4 separate regions of the Mus musculus genome follow, and all the other regions are linked to region 2. A link is a contact called in public ChIA-PET and HiChIP or PLAC-seq data. All regions are on one chromosome and are shown on one strand. Each heading gives the region's core, a stretch centred on a gene start, on an enhancer-like site or on the middle of the called end of the contact. The rest is flanking DNA. Distances are from core to core; before and after follow the strand shown.

Evidence for each region. ChIA-PET counts read pairs in DNA pulled down with a chosen protein or histone mark. HiChIP or PLAC-seq counts read pairs in DNA pulled down with a chosen protein or histone mark.
Region 1: a contact with region 2 is called in an RNA polymerase II ChIA-PET map of memory CD8 T cells, with 19 read pairs. The contact joins two enhancer-like sites. A contact is called at or near these places in 2 of 484 Hi-C or Micro-C datasets (Th1 cells and nephron progenitors) and 1 of 115 datasets of contacts at active chromatin or transcription factors (memory CD8 T cells).
Region 3: an RNA polymerase II ChIA-PET map of memory CD8 T cells shows a contact between it and region 2, with 5 read pairs. The contact joins two enhancer-like sites. A contact is called at or near these places in 1 of 484 Hi-C or Micro-C datasets (the HL-1 cell line) and 1 of 115 datasets of contacts at active chromatin or transcription factors (memory CD8 T cells).
Region 4: an H3K27ac HiChIP or PLAC-seq map of regulatory T cells shows a contact between it and region 2, with 6 times the contacts expected there. The contact joins two enhancer-like sites. A contact is called at or near these places in 9 of 39 promoter capture datasets (the 3T3-L1 cell line, cranial neural crest, embryonic stem cells and 4 more), 7 of 15 datasets of contacts at CTCF or cohesin (the NIH/3T3 cell line, embryonic stem cells, large pre-B cells and 2 more), 141 of 484 Hi-C or Micro-C datasets (the 4T1 cell line, the 63-12 cell line, the AML12 cell line and 68 more), 28 of 115 datasets of contacts at active chromatin or transcription factors (DN3 thymocytes, the HPC-7 cell line, T-cell acute lymphoblastic leukemia and 20 more) and 2 of 9 other capture datasets (embryonic stem cells and pancreatic islet).

Annotation. Positions count from the first base shown.
Region 1 is chr8:34,730,548-34,734,401 of GRCm38.p6, forward strand. No RefSeq gene overlaps it. Among named protein-coding and RNA genes, the nearest start is that of Gm46069, 43 kb to the left of the region's middle. Within about 2 kb of position 1,309, at least 45 of the 459 cell types and tissues checked have an H3K27ac peak or open chromatin away from gene starts, as enhancers often do. A contact at or near this core is called in Th1 cells and memory CD8 T cells, where this site is marked.
Region 2 is chr8:34,396,754-34,401,026 of GRCm38.p6, forward strand. No RefSeq gene overlaps it. Among named protein-coding and RNA genes, the nearest start is that of Gm33831, 12 kb to the left of the region's middle. Within about 2 kb of position 1,393, at least 66 of the 459 cell types and tissues checked have an H3K27ac peak or open chromatin away from gene starts, as enhancers often do. A contact at or near this core is called in Th1 cells, Th17 cells, memory CD8 T cells and 1 more, where this site is marked.
Region 3 is chr8:34,082,318-34,086,365 of GRCm38.p6, forward strand. No RefSeq gene overlaps it. Among named protein-coding and RNA genes, the nearest start is that of Dctn6, 24 kb to the right of the region's middle. Within about 2 kb of position 1,609, at least 20 of the 459 cell types and tissues checked have an H3K27ac peak or open chromatin away from gene starts, as enhancers often do. A contact at or near this core is called in memory CD8 T cells, where this site is marked.
Region 4 is chr8:34,820,155-34,824,347 of GRCm38.p6, forward strand. No RefSeq gene overlaps it. Among named protein-coding and RNA genes, the nearest start is that of Dusp4, 15 kb to the left of the region's middle. Within about 2 kb of position 1,282, at least 17 of the 459 cell types and tissues checked have an H3K27ac peak or open chromatin away from gene starts, as enhancers often do. A contact at or near this core is called in Th17 cells and regulatory T cells, where this site is marked.

The DNA of each region.
Region 1 (3,854 bases), core at 59-2,558, 330 kb after region 2:
TTTTGTTTTGGTTGTTGTTGTTGTAACCCAGGTTAGTGATTAACTCAAAGTCTCCTTGCCTCTTCCTTCTAGGTGCTGAGATTCCAAGCACATACGATCATGATAAATCAGTTGAGCCTCTTCCTCCTCCTCCTCCTCCTCCTCCTCTTCTTCCTCCTCCTCTTCTTCCTCTTCCTCCTCCTCCTCCTCCTTCTCCTTCTCCTCCTCCTTCATCTTCTCCTCTTTCTTCTTTATTTTTGGTTTTTCAAGACAGAATCTTTCTATGTAGCCCTAGCTGTCCTGGAACTTTGTGAACCAGGATAGCCTCGAACTCAGAGATCCTCTTGGCTCTCTCTGCCTTCCTCTGCTGGGATTAAAGGTGTGTGCTTCCACTGTCCGGCTTTTGTCTTCTTTTTTATAATTTCCATGCTTCACTAGGTCTCCATGCCCAGAAGAGCTAAGGATTGGTGCAGAGAAGTGTATTTGCACAGATCGAAACCATAAACCAGAAGAGACCAACTCCATTCTGCCTGGCTCCCATGAGACGTCTGCACAGGAGGATATTGATGAAGGAAGCCCATGTCATATTGTAAACTTACTTAAAACATTATGGGGCAGGGTGAGGGGGTTGGGTCTGACAAATTATTTTGGTTCTTCAGTGTGAATTTTGTAGATGAAATGTCAAAAGGTAAAGTGGGTGGGACATGTCTGAATCTTAACCCATAAGGAAAAAAAAAAAAAAGCAGTGTGGGTTCTTTACCAAGTCCCTTTTGTCCCCAAAGGCTCTCCATGATTCTGATGCATTTTGGTTTTGCTTTTGATGAGTAAAGAATGTTTGGCTGGTTGTTATTGCCAAGGGTGTTTATACCTTTAATCAGTGACTTTGTCAGAGTCCAAGCTGTCATGCAAAGTTGCTACTCAGAGAACAGTATAGAGCCGAATAAGAACACTGTGCTGATCTCAAATGCTACAAATTCATGACCCACTCTGTGTTTTCAAAAAATGTATTTTTTTTTCTTGAAGAGTTTTGGCACTCCAACTAAGCTTAGAAGGATTGCTACCGGGGTTCCAGATGAACTGACTTCCTCAAGCAAGTTTTAAACAGTGTCTGGGGGATTGAAGCAGAGGAAAGGGCTGATACAGGATCGGCATCCTGAAGAGCCGCATGTCTCTGAGCTACTCGAACGCCCCTCACTTTGTCTCAAGGGACTGTCCATCTGTTCACGCTGTCTGACACTCTCTGAAACCAAACCTGCTGTGACCAACTTGGCTCGGTGTGAGAAACTGTCAGCTTGCTCCAGAATGTAATAATGTACCGCCTCCAAGTACCTTAGCACCGTTAGCATTTCCTGGAGTCTCCGCCCAACAGTCACCGAACAATGGCCAGGTAGAGCCTCTTCCTCTCTTCCTCTTCCTCTCTTCCTCTCTCTCCCTCTCCCTCTCCCTCTCTCTCTCCTCTCACCTCTCTCTCTCCCTCCCTCCTTTCCCCTTTCCCCCTCCCCCTTTCCTCCCTCTCCCTGCAATCTCCATCTCTCTCTTTTCTCACGTGTCCTCGATCTTCCCCTCTTCCTCTCTCCTCTCTTTCTGTCCTTCTCTGTTCCCCTTCTCCAGGTCCCAAATAAACTCCCTTTTATATTCGGCCCTTCGCATGGTTTGGTTGTTCAGGGAACACCTTGGTCGGGCCTGCCAAGCATCCTCATGCAGCCGGTTTATAAAACACAACTACAGTCGCATCTGAAGATGCTAAGAACAGGCTCCTTGTACATCTTCTAAAGTGACCCTCTTGGGCATTAAATACTGAGACTAAGTTCGTTGAAGAAAGATGAAAGGGGGGTTATTGTTCCATTATTTTAATTAATTTCAAAGTTTTATTTTTACCCCCTGCCCCAAAATTCCTCTTTAGCTCTCTGTGTGTGTGTGTGTGGGGGGGGGGTAGATCATAAATTTAAATATAAGAGGAGAGGAAGTGGTTTTACAGCCCAATACACATTATCTGGGTAGCACAGACTTTATCTTCCTGTTTTGTGTTAGCCGGCATGGATCACCAGAGCTCAAACTTAGATTGGGTTCATTCAAATAAGAAGATCTGAGATGATGGCTCCAGCTATGAGCTCCTCCAGGGACCAATACAATTACCTAAGGGGTAACTAACTAAACATCTAACCTTCTAAGTGAGTTGAAAACAAGTAAACCAGCTAAGCCTTCCTGTCTCCTCTTTGTCTCAGCCTTGATAATCAAGACAGTTTTCCACAGCCTCAAAGAACAATTTTCCCTCTTTCTGAAAACCTTTCATAAGGACACACCCAGGGGAAACCATTTGCATTTTGATGACATCCTTTGTCCCGAGTCTTACTTCCAAAGCCTGTTATTGTGTTGCCTAACTAGATTGATAACTGCTTCATTTACAATCCAAAAGACTTCTTAAAAGTTATACAGGGAATTTAATAGGTAATCCCAATTGTGTTTCCCAAAGAGCCCAGAAACCAATTATGCTAACCCTGTTGTTTTAACTCCCTGGGGTCTACCACAGTGCCCTTTCCCCACCCCCACCCCTCAATCAGTAGGCAGAATTTTGTTGTGAAAATACCAAAGTGCCTTCCCCGCTTAGGGGAATCCCCAGGTATGGTTAGATTTTCAATCATGTCCAATGCTTAAGGAGGCTAGAGCCAGCACTACCCACACTGGAGAGCTAGGGCCAAGATCAACAAACCTGTTAAAAATGAAACCCACCTGATGCTCCCTGAACAAAGTATACCCCTGGTGTTGCTCTGCCCGGAGATTAAAGCTGTTAGAACCGGAGGCCGGATGAGATTCCAGGCAAGCTTCCTGTGGGCTCCAGAAGGGATAAGACTCTCCCGAGAATAGGGATTTCTACCACGCTGCTGCATATTGTCACAAAGGAAGCCAGAAAAAGAAATGAGACTCCTAGCATCTCCAGTTGTCTCCCAAGCTGGGCAGTGACACCTGGCTGGGTTGCTCCAGGCTCTCTGACTTTATGAAGCACATTCATCTTCAGTCTTTCCATCCATCCCTCGAGTCCACATGAAGTTAGCTCAAGTGACGAATGGACTTCTAGACAGTATGTTTGTTGAAGTATAGAAATACAGAGGAACGGCACAAATTACGAATACAAAACTTGATAAATTGCCACCGTGTAAGTGTGCTCACAAAACTACCCAGGCCAATGGAGAGAACCCCCAGCCTGTTCCTGATGTCTGAAAGGGTTGGTGAGGCTGAACACCCCTCGTGTATACGATCATGCTTGATATTTGGATACACTCTCTTGCTGCTGTCTTTTTGTCTCTTTTACTCCTCTGCATATTGATGTATCTGTCCTTCCTGGGTGGACAGTATTTTCCATATTCTGGTTGTCGATTGTCAGTTATACGTTTTGTGAATGGCTTCTGCCACAGTGTTAGTGGGCCTTCCACCCCACAAGATATTGGCAGTAGAGGCAATCCATAAGAAGTATTTGATTTATGTCCAGTGTAGTTGATCTTTGACTACTCCATTGTTAGAACACAGGCTTGCCCATTTAAGCGGTTGAAAAGCCAGACCCCACAGCCTTGAAGAGAGCAAGCAAGCTATGAATCTTCTCAGCCCTCTCTGAGACAGAGTTAAGCATCTGTGGCTGTAACTCTAACATGTCTTCATGTATGCTACCTGCATCTTCCCTATGCTCTGTCTCATACGCTACAGAGAACTAACCCGTAGGACGTGAAGCATCCTGCCAGCCCCCGAACTTAGAGGCTAATATTGCCTCTGTTCCTTTAGGGAATCTCTCTGAAGATGCTTCTCTGTTCCCGCACACTTGGCTTCTCATTCTGACTCTTTTCAAGTAATGTATTAGTTTTTCAATCTTATGTGCATTGATC
Region 2 (4,273 bases), core at 143-2,642:
TTCTATTATTTCTATTAGTTTTTAAGGGACCTCTAGCAGCTCCTAAAACTTTCCAGGGTAAGACTTATCTGTGAAAATACTTATGGAGAAATATATCTCGTACAGTCCAAAACCAGATGTCCCTGACACATCCCTCTCCCATGCTCAACTCATCTCTTCATTCACAGTCAGAGCTAACCTGAAAATTAAGCTCTTGTATACACCACAGTGGAAGGACCTGCTGCCATTGTGGAGGGCTGTCAGGCTTTGGCTCTGAGAGTGAAATGGCTTGTGCCGCTACCTTAACCTCTGTATTCTGTCTGCAGTGGACAAGAGTGCTTTCAGAACAGGATCATTTGGTGCCTTTCCCACCATCATTTCCAACCAAGGCCTAGCATTATAGGAAGCAGCATCCTGGAGAAATTTAACAGAATCCTAAGGACAGGAACCCAAGCCATAGGCAAGAAAAAAATACAAAAAACCTAAACCTTCGAGGTCCCTGTTTTTGCTATTGGGGTCTTTCTTCTCACTTCCAAACCACCATGTCTATAGGGAGCCAGAGACACTCTTCCTCCTCCTCTTCTTTGAAATTGTAAAATAAGAAGATATATTATAGATGGGTATTTTGCCTGCTCGTATATCTGTGCACTATGTGCATGCAGTGCCCACAGAGTCCAGAAGAGGGCGTTGTATCTTTCTGGACCTGAAATTAAAGATGGTTGTGAGCTGCCTCGTGGGTGCTGGGATTTGAACTGTGTTCTCTGCCAGAGTGGCCTGTGCTCTTTATTGTTGAGCCATCAGCTCTCCAGTCCCAGTAATGTCCTTGTTTTCAAATAGCGAGGTTGTTTCTTTCCCTACTAAGATAAGCGACCCAGATTTCAAAACTGACTTCTGACTGTGCTTTCACTTTGCCCCTAAGGACTCTCCCTCCCTTCTTAGAGTCTGGGGTGTGTGTGTGTGTGTGTGTGCGCGCGCGCGCGCACGTCCCTGATGAAACTCCTAGCCTTCTGCTAGAGCCCAGAACGGAACACAATACTTCCCAGGGTAACTGGCAGAGGAAAGATTTGATGAACCCGCTTCTCCCTGGGCAGTGCCATGGTTATCTGGGAAAGAGAAGGTTCACAAGCACCTTGTCAAAGAGCCCCTTACTATCCTTTGTCCTTTGCAGAACTGCATCTCAGTGTTCAGTTGCCAGCATGAATGGCTGTGGTTACAGGAGCGAGAGGCGGTGGGAGGAGGGTGTTTAGCCGCTTCTGGTCCCAGCGCCCCCCCCCCCCCCCCGCAGCGGTGTGAGAGGTTTTTGACTCTGCACGTGCTGAGAGCTTTTATCTCTAGAAGCCACTTGAGGTTGTTCAGGAGGCTTGATTAGAGAAAGGTGAACGGTTGCCAAGGCAACCTCCCTTTGATTCATTCATAGAATGGGAATTGAAATATTTAAGAGAGAGCCGAAAATAATGGCCACATGAGAGCAACCCACACATATCCTGCTCAGGAAACGTGGGCCGTTGAGACAAAGAACACAGAGGTTTGAATGTGTACAATCAGGCTTACCTGGTGTCTGCATTTTCCGTGAGTAACCCCAAGCCCCCACACCCCATTTCATACATACACACATGCATCAGCCTGGCATAGGGAATATTTTAGCGTGTCAACTTACTCTTTAGTGCCACAAGTCACAGCTTTGCTATGACAGTTGGCATGAAAATGTAAGTTTTCTCTCTGTGAATATGTCACCTGGCTTTCTACCAGATCTTTAAGATTTATTTATTTTTATTTGATGCATATGTGTAAATGCCTGCATGTTTATATGTGTGTAGCACATGTGTGCAGGTGCCTGTGGAGCCCAGACACTGTCAGATCTCCTGGAACTGCAATTAACGGCCATTGTGAGTTGCTTGGTGGGAATGCTGGGAACTGAACTCAGGTCCTCTGCAGAGGCGGCAACTGCTCCCACTGAGCTGTCTTTTCAACCCTATTTTCTAGACTTTATTTGCCTCTGGTACAGTTCTACCTGCGCTCTGCAACCTACATCTTGCTTATTTATGCATTTAGCCATCCACTCAACAAGCACTGATCTCCTGTGTGCCAGGCTAATGCACACATACAGCTTGTGTTGGACTTTTGTTTACTGTTGGATGCAGTTCTGGTATTGAGTGCTCCCTGCACAGGCAGGAGAAATGGGTTTTGGGGGCAAGGGTGGGGGAACCCCTCCGGAGCAACCTTTACCCAGGCCGATCAATAGAGCTCAGACTCTTTTTTTTTTTTTTTCTCTCATGAAACACCTCTCACACCACTGCCATTTCAGGCCAGAGCTTCTTTCCCAAGCAGAGCCTTTGCCTGCTAGTCACTGACCCTTGAAACAGCCCTCCTTGTGCATCACTGGCTCCCAGCACTAACCCAGCTCATCCACCCTTGAAGTCCCGATCCACACGCTGTTCTTAGACACAGCAGTTTAGCTCTAAGCCACTCAGCTTGACTTACAAAGTCTATAAAATCGTATATAATGTTCCAGTGAAAACCCCTGATGTTATTCTTTGATTTCAGCTGCTGTTCCCAACAGCCTTATTTTCTCAGAGTGTGAAAACTGACCCTGGTTATTCCTCCTGATTCATGGTTGCACAAACCACCCTACTTATCATGGCTGGTTTTCCCCCTTTGCTGGCCTAGAGCCATCACCTCGTTGTTACCCATCCCTCAAGACCTCCGAGCGAACCTCTCACTAATTATTTTTCAGTATTCACCATCCTCTTCTCCATAGGCATAGTAGTTTTTCTGGAACTGTGGCTTCCAGGACAAAGATCACACATCCCCGTTGTTCACTCCTTGCTCCTTTGTATGGCTGGGTTGTGAGCGGAGTGTGCGCTTTCTGAGCTACGTGGAGGTGTAATTATACACAGATGGCAGGCCACAAAGAGGGAAGGAGTCTTGTTTGCCAACAGCATGGGGCTAGAAATTTATAGGTAAGGGATTAGAGAAATCACTTGCTGGCTTGCCTAAGCCTTGGGAACATGTGTTTCGGTTGTGACAGATTTGTAGACGAATCTACACATATTCAAGAAGATATCCTGGGGATTTTCTCCTTTAAACTCTCATCGTGGCCATGAAAGTCTGGGGTGTATTGATTTTTTTCCCCTTAGCTGTAGCCTTATTCATTTTCCATCACGAGCAAGGAAGACAGGGACCTTATCACTAGACCTTAGGGCAGGGGTTCTCAACCTGTGGTGCTCTACCCCCTTGGGAGTTTAAACAACTCTTTTACAGGAGGTTGCATATCAGATATTTACATTGCAGTTCATAGCAGTAGAAAAATTACAGTTGTGAAGTAGCAACAAAAATAATTTTATGATTAGGCAGAACGTCACCACAACATGAAGAACTGTACTAAAGGATCATAGCATTAAGAAGGTTGAGAACCACTGCCTTAGGGTATAATTTTTAAATCCAATAATATATTCTTGCACAGAAAAAAACAAAAACAAAACCCTAGTTACAAGTTAGAAGACCTGGGTTCTAGTGTTTCTTCATATTGACTGCATGCCTGGAGAGTACCTTTGAGACTTTCTAGGACTTGGTGTTTTGAACTGCTTGTAGGAATGTAAATTGTATCTCGGATGAGACAGTTGGTGTGTGAATGTTTTGTTAACTGCAGAGTAATGCATATTGCTTACACAGTTCCACTTCAACATCCATTATCACACTTTTTTACATTGTCATATACAAATGACCAACGATATCAGAAGGTTGCTGTCTAACCGTCCCCACTAGTCATTGACCAAATGACCCAGTGGTGAGTTACTAATTATTCAAATGAATGGAACACTTTCTGGATAGGAATACTTTTTACATATGTGTGCATGGCAGGGCGAGGTCCAGTCCATGCTTGCTCTTTGGTTGGTGGTTCAGATCCTGAGAGCCCCCAAGGGTCCAGGTTAGTTGACTCTGTTGGTCTTCCTGTCGAGTCCCGGTCCTCTCCCCCTATCCCCTCTCCCACGCAGATCCCTCCCTCCCTCCACCTCCAATGACTATTTTATTTCCCCTTCTGAGAAAGCCCCCCCCCACAAGCATATATAGCAGATGTGCAGCTTGGTCCTTCATGTGGGTCCCCCATATGAAGCAGAGGTTGTCCTTGAATTTGTCCTCTGCTTGGGGATCCTGTTCCTCTAACTGGGCCACCTTGCATGGCATCAGTGAGAGAGGTTGTTGCCTAGTCCAGCAGTGGCTGGTGTGCTGGTGTGTGTGTGTGTGTGTGTGTGTGTGTGTGTGTATGTGTGTGTGTGTGTGTGTTGTGATGGGG
Region 3 (4,048 bases), core at 359-2,858, 310 kb before region 2:
TTGCTATTTATTTATTTTATTTTGGTTTTTTGAGACATGGCTTCTCTGTGTAGCCCTGGTTGTCCTGGAACTCACTCTGTAGACCAGGCTGGCCTCGAACTCACAGTGATCCACCAGCTTCTGCCTCCAAAGTGCCGGGATTAAATGTGAGTCCCACCACTGTTCCACCCTTTTTATTTTATATTATTTTTTAATGATGTTGTTAGGATCAGACTTGGGGCCCTGCAAAAATGAGAAAAGTGTTCCACCACCAAGGCAGCTTTAGTCCCTAAGCTTGAATTGACATGTTATTGAGGTTCCCTGTTTCAACTCAAATATTGAAAAAACAAAAAACAAAAAAACCTTAAAACCAAAAAGCCAGATGTACCCTGATGGTGACCTCCCACCCCATTACTAGTAATAACACTGAAATGACCAATTTGTTCTTTTTTTCTTTCTGCTTTCTTTAGCCTGTTCCCTTACAAAACTTACAAAATCAATCCCTTTGTACAACCGACAATAATGCACATTTTATTTTATGGAACTAAGTGTTGCCCGATGCTAAATTTAACAATAAAAATAAATACCAATTAGAAGGTTTAACTTGTTATAATTTTGTCTCCAGATGATCGGGCTTCCCACCCTGCCAGTGTGCGTGAGGCCCATCTTCTTTAATCTATTTAGGTTCATTTGTACACACAACATGTTCCGATAGTTTTGCAAGACCCCAGCGGCTTGAGGAAGAATCCTTCGTCAGGTTTTTCCTGCCCCTTTGACTGTGACCAGTGTAGGAAACTTTCCACTTCAGAGTCGCTAAAGATCGATGTAGGTGACGAACTGAGCTCATAATTGAGTTCAAAGCTGGGACACTAATATCTTATGATATTTTACCAAGCTGGGTGGTGGTGGTGCACACCTTTAATCCCAGCATGTGGGAGGCAGAGGCAGGTGGATCTCTGTGATTTCAAGGTGTTGGCCTGGTCTACAGAGGGAGTTCCAGGACAGCCAGGGCTACACAGAGAAACCCTGTCTGAATACAAAACAAAGCAAAACACCTTCCCCACCACAAAAAAAAAAAAAAAAAACAAACAAACAAAAAACCCAAACCAAACCATAAAAGAAAGGAAGGAAGGGAGGGAGGGAGGAGGGAGGGAGGGTGGGAGGGAGGGAGGGAGGGAGGGAGGGAAGGACCTTACCAAGACAGTGCTGATATGAATAGGCAGTTCTCAGAAGCCAGATGGATCTTTAATATCTAGTCTATGCCTGAGTCATATCATTTCCTAAACTTTTTTTTTTTCTTTACGTGTGTTTATTGCCGGATCTCAAAGCCGTCACCATTTCCTGTACACGCTGGGTCCCTCCTTAGCGCACCAGCTCGGCAGCCGCAGAAGGTGCAGGGCAGAGTGTGTTTATAGGACCAGAAAACTGGTCAGCGAGTAGGGAGGCAAGTTTGTCATTTTGTAACAGTTTGGACCCAAAGCTTCTTATAATAAAGGCAGCCCCTCTGGTTCTAGTTTAAACAAGGAGAAGATGGATTATTGCTTTTCCAGAAGTCCATATTTGGTCATGTCTTGAAGTATCTATGCTTTTTTATTTTCTATCTTTCCATCCTCAACCCACGATGTACATCAGGGTAGCCCCAGTCTTGAGATCTCTCTGTCTCAGCCTCCCCATGCTGGCATTACGGAGTTGTCCCTCTATAACTCGCAGGCACCAAGGACATGCTCGGGGCCAGGCAGTTCACTGCGTTCTTGTGCTGGCCAGCCTGTGGCACTGGGCTGGAGAAACCCCACTTCCCTAAGTAGTCAGAGTCGGAATTTGGCCAGAGTCGTCTTTGAAAGTGGGGAATTCATAAACCATACTGCAGCTCATCAAAATCTTGTCTTAAATACAAAATCAAAAAGTAAATCCATTGACTTCACCACCATTCCTTTGACATCCACAGACATAAGCTTTTTCTCTGACTGCAGGCTGCCAACCAGGACTGTGTAAGACTCCTGCTAACACAGGTAGGAGGAGCATTATCAAGCTGAAGGTGTCTGGAGCAAGGACTCAAGACACTTGCAAACTGAGAGGAGAAGTTTTGTAGATTTTGGTTTTCCTCCCACACCCAAACCTTCAGGATGTTTTGTGCACATGTAATTCTACAGCTTTTTTTCCCCCTTTCTCTTTTAAATCAAGCCTTTATCAACTCTCAAACATTCAACTTATTTTCCTAAAGATTACAACTCTCTTCACACTCATAGTTGTTTGGTTTGGGTGATATTGAATTAAATGATGTAATTTCAGAGTACGACTTGCATAAACAAGGCTGGGAACAAACAGAATTAGCTTTTGGAAAGCTCAGGTTCTAGAGAGGGATTCGGTTCGCCCACCATCGGGCAGGCAGGCGACTCACTAGTTCTGAAAAGGCGAAGGGTCTTGAGAGCAAAGGCAGTTCAAAGGTCTATGCCACACAGGGAGTGAAGATGAGCTGATGTGACCTCACAGCTGGAAACCAAGCCTAGTGGTGTACACCTGTAACCCCAGCACTCCCCATACAGGGGCAGGAGGATTGCAACTTTGAAGCCATCCCCAGGGAGAGGATGTCTTGAAAAATCCAAAAGCAAATAGCAACCAAAAACCCCAAACATAGGCATAAAGGAGAATGTAATTTTAAGACCTTAGCACTGTTCACATCACGTGAAGGTAAGGAGCGCTCAGGCCTTTGGAAGGGATGCTAGTGTTGAGTAGCCAATCAAAACATTCTTGGCCAGGTCTCCGGTGGGACTGGTAATGCTTTCCCATAGGACAGTGTGGCCGGGTACTTCCTGTTGGATGCTTTTAGTTAGGAGACTGCTAACTCTAAAATATTTTAATATATTAACTCCGAAGAGGAGGCAGGAGAGAAGCCGCTCCTGGTTTATGTTAGCAAAAGTCTGAAGTGAGTGAGTCTCCATGAGGGCTCTCCAGCACCTTTGAGCATCAGGAAGAGGCAACAGTCCCCTGCCAGTGTCTCCCGGGATAAAACAGATGACGCTCTGTGGCTGGGACATCTAAGCTTTTGGATGAAACTCCAAGCTCTTCAGTTCATTAATGCTTGGCTGGACTGCACGCTGAAAGGAGCCCTCAAAGTGAAAAGCCCTGGTGTTCCAGGGTGGATTGTGAAATTACATTTCTTCCTCACCTTCTAAATCCTCGTAAATGAAATTATATTGGTCTAATCAGTAGAAATCAAGAACTAAAAAGCAAAACACTTGGTGCAAAGTACCAGCCCAGTTGTGCTCAGAGCTTTCAGTACCTTGGCAGGGAGCCTCAAGCAAGAGAGCCCCAGTTTGGTTAATTCTTATCAAATCCATTAGAAACATCAAGTAGCTTTTTCTTTTAAACATCTCTCCTATTTTTGTTCTCAAGTGGATGAAGTATCTTAGAGACTGAAGACGTTCAGTGCAAGTCTTTTTCTACCTAGCAGCCAGGAAGTTCACTAAATTACAGAATCTGGATTTTAGAAGGCTGGGGGAGACTTGCAAAGGTAACACCCGATGATGTAGATCGCCTCTTGTGGGGTCCAAATGTCACTTATGAGCTTAGGAAACTTGGGCAGTTACCAACCCTTTTTATGCCTCAGTCCCCACGTCTGCAAAATAGAGGTGCTATTATCTGATTAAAAGAACAGAGTCAATATGGAATAAACAAGCTTGTGTGTGTGTGTGTGTATGTGTAGTGAGTTCCGTGCAAACATAAAGATTATTTTGGGGGCTGGAGAGATGGCTCAGTGGTTAAGAGCACCGTCTGCTCTTCCAGAGGTCCTGAGTTCTATTCCTAGCAGCCACATAGTGGCTCACAACCATCTGTAATGGGGATCTGATGCCCTCTTCTGGGGTGTCTGAAGACAGCTACAGTGTACTCACATAATAAAATAAATAAATAAACCTTAAAAAAAGATTCCTTATTTGTGTTCATGTGTATGGAGGAGGCAGCGAGTGTGCACAGGAGTGGCAGGTGGCCCTTGGAGGCTGGAGGCTCCAGATCCACCCTGAGTTGGAGTCAGAGGAGGTTGTGAGTGGCCTAACGTGGGTGCTGGGTACCT
Region 4 (4,193 bases), core at 32-2,531, 420 kb after region 2:
TTAGAGGTCACTGCAGACTTGGCAGAAATTAGCATGGTCCCCGTGCCCTCCTCCCCCACACCTTGAGCAGACATGTAACCAAGCCTCCATGTCACGTGGTGACATCCAGAACCCCCAGACAAGCCTGGGTTCATGGCTTTTCCTTCCATGAAATGTGAACCTGTGTTGGTAGAACTTGGATTGAGTGGCCTGTGCCAAATTCTGCCTTTAGGTGAGAAGTGAGGGGTGCCCTGCTCGCTTCCCCTACTGTCCGAAGGCTTGGCTGAAGGCATAGCGGGTCCGAGCTTCCCCGATGGCGGACTGCCTTTGCTTAGTTGGATGGTCCCATATTTTTACCCCCACTGCCTTCCTGGCAGCTGTTTCATGTTTGGTGAAGAATTAGATTAAATGAGCTCTGTAGCTAGTCGAGTCCTGGGCTCTGAGAATGTTGAGGGCATCTGGAGAGCAGATAGCTTGTAGACTACATTCACTTTCTAGATGAGTGTTTGCCAAATGTGTCCTAGTTCCCAGACTGGATCCCAACGACACAGGCATTGGGAGCTCCAAATGTCCCTCCCCTGCTTCCTAATTCAAACCTCCTATGACAGTGTCAAGGGGCTATTTATAAAGTCATTTTCTTTGTACTTGATAACAGCATGAGATCCAAAACGCTTAGAAAGTAGGACATTGGTTTGATTGGAAAAAAAGGGGGGGGGGCGGGGGGTACACCTTAAAGCTCTCCAGAAGTTTCTGCAATAGCGTTAGTTGAAGATCCTGCCATTCCTCATGGTTAGTTAGTTTCAAAAGACAGTATCCCATCCGTGAGCTGATTTCTGGTGATGGGAAGTTTTGGAATGTCAGAAGGCTGTTGAGTATCTGCCCGAGAGTGAGGGACACTCAGTTCTCCCTGGGGATCTTGGCTCCATCATCCATATAGTGTTTGTGAGACTGAGGGCTGAAGCACAGGCGAGCAGGTAGCTAGCAGCAGCTCTCCGCTCCATTCGCCCCTGAGACCTTGTGCCCTGGTTCTTGGCTTCTGGGAAAGCCATGGGAAGGGATTAAAAGTCCTTGGGAAGATTTGATAGTTACTCCCAAGGGGAAGGGGACTGGGCAATGGCCAAGAAAGCCTGTGGCAATAATAACAATAGTTCATATGGGTTCATCCTATCACCTAAGGTAGCCTTTAATCTCCTCATAGCTAGGTGACCCTTGACCAAATAAACCAGGACTTGTGTGGGTAGGACCTGGATGCCAATATGTTACAGTGTTCCTATGGGCTGTCACTGGTACGGCCAAGTCCTGGAGATGCCATTGCGTCACTATGGTGAAAGGCGGGTCTTCTTAGCACACAGCTAGCTTGTGACACAGACGTTTCCAGTAGGGCTTTGTAATGGTGTCAGTGTGGTCTTGCTCTCCACAAGCCAGCTGAGGGATGAGGTGGTTTCTGTGAGGCCTCTGAGAACCAGTTTTGTGGAGCATTGTGAGTGAGCTCAATATAGTGTCTGGGTGTTGATGTTATTTCCTTAAATTTTGTCTGCAAGAAAGATAGAGAAAGTATGTGTCTGTTTTGAAGTCCTCCTTCTAGTGCCCCACCCCTTCCTTAGAGTTCACAAATCATTCAAGGGACTTCAGTAAGATAACAATGCAATACTTGTAACTTGTGTAAATAGCCCCATCTTTCTGAGTGGTGTCATTTCTACATTTGATATGCTTGTATTTCTGTAGGATGTACATTTTTTTTAGAAGAGTCAACCATGTCTGTTTTTATTTATTGCTTGAAAAAAGATCATTTGAAGAAAAATAAATACATTTTCAACCAGTTCTGCTTTTGTGGACTCTCACTGGTAAGCATCCTGCTGTTAGGGAACCGAGCCTTTGGGTAATTCTGCCCACTTAGCACCTGCCGTGAAGACCAGTGCATGGCAGAGCCCTGGGAGGCAGGTGAGGGGGCTGGTGCCTCGCAGAGCATTGGGCATCTTTTCCCTGAAGGGACCTACTGTAGGAAGCATAGGAGAAGAAGATTCAAGGGGAGAGGCAGGTGTTTGCATGCGACCGTGAGGAAAGAGGGCTGTAAGAGAAGAACGTGTGAGGAATTACTACTCAGGGTCTGAGGCTCAAAGACTCAGGGGCCATTGTACTGGCTTCCTAGCCTGTTGGGACTGGAAAATAAGCAATTAAAAGCTTCAAGGCGGGCTGGTGAGATGGCTCAGTGGGTAAGAGCACCCGACTGCTCTTCCAAAGGTCTGAAGTTCAAATCCCAGCAACCACATGGTGGCTCACAACCATCTGTAACAAGATCTGATGCCCTCTTCTGGAGTGTCTGAAGACAGCTACAGTGTACTTACATATAATAAATAAATAAATCTTTAAAAAAAAAAAAGCTTCAAGGCTAGAGTGAGGAAACAAGGTATGGTTTGCAAAACCACTTGTTGAACCATCCATCTATCTGACTGCATTGGTATGGCTCTCCCAAATTGTAAATAGTAATACTTTCCCACTATTATCATAAACAGCTTGGAGACACCAGTCTATTAAGAAAATTCAGTAATTACAAAATTATAAAAAATAAGAAAAAGTCCCTTTCCCATACAGAAATACCAGTAAACAAAATACCGTTTTTATGTATATGAGTACTCTTTCTTCATGCACAGCAGAAGTGAATCAGATTCTATTACAGATGGCTGTGAGCCACCATGTGGTTGCTGGAAATTGAAGTCAGGACCTTTGGAAGAGCAGCCAGTGCAGTTAACTGCTGGGCAATCCCAACAGCCCCAACAAAAATCTATTTTAAAATGAAGATGTAAAGATAAAATGGCTACAATAAACTTGTAGGGATGGGTAAGATGTACCCATATCATGGACAAGAGGTAACTCACACACTGGGGGAAAACGGCATATTGTATGTTCATGGATAAGAGGGGGGCAAGTTATGCTTTATAAAGTAACATAGCTCAAGAACTCTTACTGGGTTTTGGGGAAGAACATATTTCATTCAGAGAAATAAATGTGGAGGAAACCTCAGGCAGGAAATCAAGGTGAGATGTCTTTTAAGTCTTTCTCTGCTCATAACAGTACATTGAGTGGACAGGACACATCTGCTACCTCCCTGTTATAGGGACTAGTTGGATTGCCTCTTAACTATCTCCTGAACTCTCATAATACCAACTTTGAGGTAGAAGGAAAAAAAGGAACAATTTTTGAGGCAGAGGAACTTTTCTGAAGGAAAAAAAATAAAAATAAATAAAATCAACGGATGTCCTGGAGCTGTCCCATTCGAAAAGGGAGCTTGTAGGGAGATGGTTGGTAGCGGGACCTGGGTCTGTTCAACTGGTAAGAAAAAGCACTGAGAAAGGGGTTAGAGACAAGGCACAGAGGCCTGTGCACCCTCGGGAGTGTTTGTTCCCTAGGGATGCCTCCAGCCCCAGAAGCCAGTAGAGTCCAGGCATTAGAGTCCAGGCATCAGTCTTCTGGTAAAAGCAGCCCAGCTAGCTATGGTTTAGCAGGAAACCCTCAAAAGCCTAATGGATGCCCTGAGGTAGGAAGGAGAGAACCAACTCCACCCGGTTTTCTGACTTCCACATGTGCACCCTTGGCTTGCATGTCCAAGCGCGCGCACGCACGCGCGTGTACACACACACACACACACACACACACACACACACACACACACACACACACACGTTCACCTGTGCCCCCGCCCCCACCAGTTCCCCCAGAAACAGCACTCCCGTTTGATTCATGGAGATCCCTTCCCTCCTTCCGTTTCAAAGCGAGCTGACTTTACTCTGGCCATGGTGCCAGGCCTACATGGCTGACCCGCCCAGCTGCACTCAGTATGAGAGCATGGGAGAGCCTGACCCACACAGTCAGCTCAGGACTAGCAGGAAGGTCCTCTGGCACCACTAAAGCCCTGGGACTTACTCCCTTACTGCATCAGTGGGGAGCAACCAGAATTTGAAGGTTGATGTCCCTTGATACCTTGGCAGCTCCCTGGACTCTGGTCTGGCTGAGAACGATTAGAGTGGGGTCCTAGACAGTTATATAGATTGCCTTCTTCTAACCCCCCTTTCTAGGCAACTGTGCTTTTTTTTTTTTTCCTGGAGACAGAGATTGGGAGCAGAGCCAGTTTTCAGATTAAATGAAAAAGGCCATTTAGTTATCAACTCTATGAGACAGTAAGAATGCTCATTTTAAAGATGAGAAATGGAAGCAAC